2 separate regions of the Sus scrofa genome follow, and region 1 is linked to region 2. Evidence: chromatin contacts called from public targeted proximity ligation data. All regions are on one chromosome and are shown on one strand. The core of a region is the stretch at or near the end of the contact, and the rest is flanking DNA. Distances in the headings are between cores, read along the strand shown. Region 1 overlaps PABPC1 (polyadenylate-binding protein 1). Region 2 holds the start of PABPC1 (polyadenylate-binding protein 1).

Region 1 (2,700 bases), core at 21-2,520, 71 kb after region 2:
TTTAAGAAAACTAATTTAGTATCTAATAGAAAATTGTCAGAGCCAGATAAAACGCTAGGCTTGGCTGTTAATTGTACTGACTAATGCTGATATTTATATGATTACCAGAGAGCTCATTAGAAGCTTCTTGAAGACAAGTATTTGTGTCTTTCATCTGTTTTCCTTCCCTACAGATACACTTGCTAAGTATTCAATAAATATATGGACGGCTGTTAACCACAGAGTTCTAATAGATTGAATGGTGATTTATCATTAGTAGTAGATATGTCTTCTTAATGCATAGTCCTCAGTTTTGCTCTTTTGCATACTAAGGCACATAAAGCAACGTATTTTCCAAAATATTATACTCTTCCTACCAGTTGGGGACAGACTAGCACTTATGGGGGATTCTGCAAGTTTACATTTTAATTAAATGAGAATAAAGTACCCAGTCCACACCTGGCAATGTATCTGGCATGCATTGAAGAATGAATTGGGCATTTAACTTGAGACCATTCCTTTAACAGTAAAATAATTACTCCTTGCTCCACCTCCCACACAATATTGCTGTAGGGAACAAATGATAGGATGTTTTTGCAAGTGCTTTAAAATCTGTAAAGTGCATTACTATTTTAAAGTGGGATCTGTATGTTGACTTAACATCATTCCTATTAACTAGTATTTTTTATGGCTATCAACTCATTACGTTTAGCATTCCTATTAAAGCCCATAACTAACTACGAAATTGTTTTAAACATTTTTAATACTGCGTTTTGACTAGTACTAATTTTGCTTGGTTGCAGGTCTGTGCTGTCACGCATGACTGATGTTCATACTTTAAAGAAAAACATTAATTTTTCTCGAGACCTTTTTTCTACCTCAAAGAAATTTCTGGCAGAAACGGCACGTATCAGTGATTCCAGTCTACCACCTAAGTGAATAGTGATCACGATGCCTTAAAAAGGCAAGTGGACAAAGCCCCCAAAATAGTTTCCCCAAATTAAAATCACTTCGACCAACGACAGCTCCTTCGGGCAGAACGAGGAGAGTCTAGGGCTCGGAAGCGAGAGGATCTGGAGTCTGAGGGCCCCTCCCCTCTCTCCTCCTCTACTGGAAGCACCGCGGGGCCGCCACTGGGGCCCAGGGACCGGACGGTTGGAGGTCCCCGAGCTGGCAGCCAGGACCCGCGGCCAGTTGGGGTCAGCGAGCGCTGCGGCCGTTGGGGACTTCAGCTCCCAGCAAGCACCGCTTCTGCGGTCGAGGCGCGCGGCGGCACTGCCCGCTGGGACTCGTAGTGCGGTCCGGTAGGAGAACGGAGGAGCCAGCCCTGGCTCCTTTCCCCCACGTTTGGGAAACCGGGCCTGGAAGGGATCACGCCCATCCACTCGTGCCCGGCATCCCTTGGGGGCGTGGGCGAATGGAACAGGGTTGGCTGCGGCGGGAAGAGGCCCGGGTGGCCGTGCACGTGGGGGGTAGTTAGCGCCCGGGAACCCGGAAGCCCCGCGTGCCGCCCACAGCCGCGGTGACGGGTTAACGCTTCTCCCGGGTGGAGGTGGGGCGGGGTGTGTGGGAGGAGGGGCCGTCCCACCCACCTCCTCCAAGTGCAGCCCGCGAGCCGGCCCTCCCCTCCCCCACAGGCGCTACGCAGCACAGGCTCCGCCTCCCCCGGCCGCGGCGCGTGCGCAGAAGCCCCGCCCCTCCGCCCCAGCCCCACCCCCACGCCCGCAGCAGCCACCGCCGCCACCTCTCCCTTCCTCTCGGCTCTTTCCTCCTCCTTTTTTTCTTTTCCCTCCTCCTCCTTGCCCCCTTTTCTCCTCCTCCTCCGGCGCTGACGTTCGCGTAGGGCCCTAGCGTCAGACGCGCGGGGGCGGGGCGAGTGCGGCGGGGGGTATAAGTAGAGGGTGCAGGAGGCGGTGCTTCCCCTTCTCCCCGGCGGTTAGTGCTGAGAGTGCGGAGTGTGTGCTCCGGGCTCGGAACACACATTTATTATTAAAAAAATCCAAAAAAAATCTAAAAAAATCTTTTAAAAAACCCAAAAAAAATTTACAAAAAATCCGCGTCTCCCCCGCCGGAGACTTTTATTTTTTTTTCTTCCTCTTTTATAAAATAACCCGGTGAAGCAGCCGAGACCGACCCGCCCGCCCGCGGCCCCGCAGCAGCTCCAAGAAGGAACCAAGAGACCGAGGCCTTCCCGCTGCCCGGACCCGACACCGCCACCCTCTCTCCCCTGCCGGCAGCCAGCAGCCAGCGGCAAGCGGATCGACTCCGTTCTGCGGCCGTTGAGTAGTTTTCGATTCCGGTTGATTTTTGTCCCTCTGCGCTTGCCCCCGCTCCCCTCCCCCCGGCTCCGGCCCCCCGGCCCCAGCACTCGCTCTCCTCTCACGGAAAGGTCGCGGCCTGTGGCCCTGCGGGCAGCCGTGCCAAGATGAACCCCAGCGCCCCCAGCTACCCCATGGCCTCGCTCTACGTGGGGGACCTACACCCCGACGTGACCGAGGCGATGCTCTACGAGAAGTTCAGCCCGGCCGGGCCCATCCTCTCCATCCGGGTCTGCAGGGACATGATCACCCGCCGCTCCTTGGGCTACGCGTATGTGAACTTCCAGCAGCCGGCGGACGGTGAGATGCGGGCCGGGCGGGCGAGCGGCCATGAGGCTCAGGCGGTGGTGGTGGCGGCGGCGGCGGGCGGGCTAGGCCGGCGGGCCCGGGGGGAGGGAGCGGG
Region 2 (2,700 bases), core at 195-2,694:
CGACAAGTCTGCAATGTCGAGGGCAGAAGATGTGAGCTGGAACCAAAGGTGAGGGAAGAGAGGCCCTGTGATCTGCGACTGCACATTTCCTGCAGAACAACAACAAAGAAATGAGGGGCTGCTTCACTGTCAGAAGAGACTGTGCCCATGAAAACCTTTGCTGGAATTTATTTCACTGGACTTGCATTGTGAAAAAACACAGGGAGGTCAAGACCCACCACACCATATGTAATTTAAACACAAAACTTTTTTTTTTTTTTTGTCTTTTTGCCATTTCTTGGGCCGCTCCCGCGGCATATGGAGGTTCCCAGGCTAGGGGTCTAATCGGAGCTGTAGTCCCCGGCCTACGCCAGAGCCACAGCAACGCAGGATCCGAGCCGCGTCTGCGACCTACACCACAGCTCACGGCAATGCCGGATCCTTAACCCACTGAACAAGGGCAGGGATCGAACCTGCAACCTCATGGTTCCTAGTCAGATTCGTTAACCACTGCGCCACAATGGGAACTCCTAAACACAAAACTCTTAAGCAAATTGTCACAGATTTCTTTATTAGGTTAGGAAATGCTTGTCTTCACTGAGGTCCATCGCAGAAAAAAAGAACTTTGAGTTAAAATGTATTATCTCCTTTGATCTCTGTCATTAATAGATTTCACCCAAGTATTCATCAGCCCTAAATGAAAATTAGTGGTGTTCCTGTTACTTTCCATGGTTTGTTTTCTCATAACTTGAAGAACAAAAGAGTCTCTTTCATAAGATCATCAAGGAGTAAACAGGATTTCACAAGAAGAGAGATCCTTGTGGAAAAAGAAAATGTTTAAAGGGGGCCAATCCGGTTTTTATTTAGTTTTTCTTTGCCCATGTCAGACTCCACCAAATAATTTGAGCAAATACTAGCAATTGCTCTGTCCCATGGAAGTCTGGACAGGCTTCAGACATAGCCAAAGAAAGACAATATACTTAAGGGAAAAAATACAAAGTTACCCAAACTTGTGTAAATTCACCACAATCTCATCTCATTATCCAGAGGGAAAGACCAGTGAGGAGAACTTAGTTGAGGCCGATCACCACTGAAACGCAGAAATTCAAGGGCCAAAAAAATCACTGTCTCTCTGCTTTTCTTTCCTGCCGCCTGGAATCTGATGTCTTGCTAAGTTGCTGGTTGACTCGGAAGAGGCAGGAGCCTTGGCAAGGCAGCAATAACATGCACACAGAGACACACACATACACTTCTTTAATGCCCTGAAACAGGTTTTTTTTGTTTTGTTTTGTTTTGTTTTTTAACTTCAGTTAGAATGACAAACCTTTAGTTCTAGAGCGAGACTGAGGCCGTTGACGGGAAATCATTCTATTTCTCTGCTCTTGAGTTAGCAGGTGCCCACGTGACAGGGTTCGCATCAGCAGAGGAGAGGACTGACGAGCGTCTCGAACACCAGGGCCAGTGACGTGGTGAAGAGAGACCTGATCTAAGGAAAGAGGAAGCAGCTCCAGAGAACCAGCAGCACGGGTGGAAGCAGCAGTGGGAAACCCCAGCTGCTCCGCGGAAAGCCGAGGCTGGCGCTCCGTTCATCGGAGCAGAAGTGGCATCACAGAAAGCACATGAGGTTGGATAAAACAGAAGGACAAGGTATTTGCTTTGCGAGAACAGGAAAGTCACACACCCTGCCCCTCCCCTCCGCAGACGCGACTGGAGTTTGGTTTCACTTTCCTAACCTCTTTGAGAAGGCGTTCCCATATGCGCTCTAGCCTATTAATTTATAAGAAAATTGATCTCATTCCCAGTGGAAATGAATTTGTCAGCCATCACGGGTTTCTCAGGTGAACGTGGAGCAGGGCAGGTCTGAGTACCCTCCCTCCTGCCTCGGGAACACAGGTTTGGAGTCAAGCCGAGGTTCAGACGTGACTTCGGGTGAGCACAGTCCGTCTCAGTCCAAAGGCGGGCTCCATCACCCTCAGTGTGACCTTGGGGAGGCTCTGCATAGATGGAAACCTCAGTTTTCTCACCTGTATAATGGGGCTATAATATTCTGTATCCTTTTTAGCCATTCTGAAACCCAAAAGGCTCTGAAAAACAGATTTTTTTTTTAAGCTTGCAGGTAATTCATGTGATGGCAAAACTTGAACTAATGTGAGCCTTTATATAGGTTTATTTAGTCCATTAAGCCATGATTATCCATATGTTTGCTGCAGAAATATTAATATTGATGATGGATGGGTGTTACGGGGGTGTTGTGAATAATCCAGCACAAGCAGATTCATCTCTCATAAAAATGAACAACTCTCAGAGTTCCCATCATGGCTCAGTAGGTTAAGAACCTGACTAGTAAATATCCATGAGGATGTGGGTTCGGTCCCTGGCCTCTCTCAGTGGGTAAAGGATCTGGCATTGCCGTGAGCTGTGGTGTAGGTGGCAAACACTGCTCAGATCCCGAGTTGCTGTGGCTGTGGTGTCGACTGGCAGGTGTAGCTCTGATTCAACCCCTAGCTTGGGAACTTCCCTATTGTCACGATGTGGCCGTGAAAAGAAAAAATATATATAAACAACTTAGACTTCTGAAGCTTACTAAGGATCTGACTGGGATCTGGGTAAGGGACTGGGACCTGTTCCTTTGGGGTTGTTGGAAGTACTCCGGGAAATAACACGTGTCAGGTGCTTGTAGCAATGCCTTGCACTTTGTAAAAGCTCAAGAAATACAAACTA

The links.
Region 1: a contact with region 2 is called in a targeted proximity ligation map of alveolar macrophages. A contact is called at or near these places in 2 of 5 promoter capture datasets (fetal liver and liver), 7 of 47 Hi-C or Micro-C datasets (alveolar macrophages, blood, heart right ventricle and 2 more) and 1 of 2 datasets of targeted methods (alveolar macrophages).

Annotation. Positions count from the first base shown.
Region 1 is chr4:36,207,266-36,209,965 of Sscrofa11.1, forward strand. It overlaps PABPC1 (polyadenylate-binding protein 1), which reads left to right. Exons shown (of 16, transcript XM_001927747.4): 2 at 783-2,597. The coding sequence starts at 2,405. Among named protein-coding and RNA genes, the nearest start is that of PABPC1, 71 kb to the left of the region's middle.
Region 2 is chr4:36,136,200-36,138,899 of Sscrofa11.1, forward strand. It overlaps PABPC1 (polyadenylate-binding protein 1), which reads left to right and starts at 1,445. Exons shown (of 16, transcript XM_001927747.4): 1 at 1,445-1,626.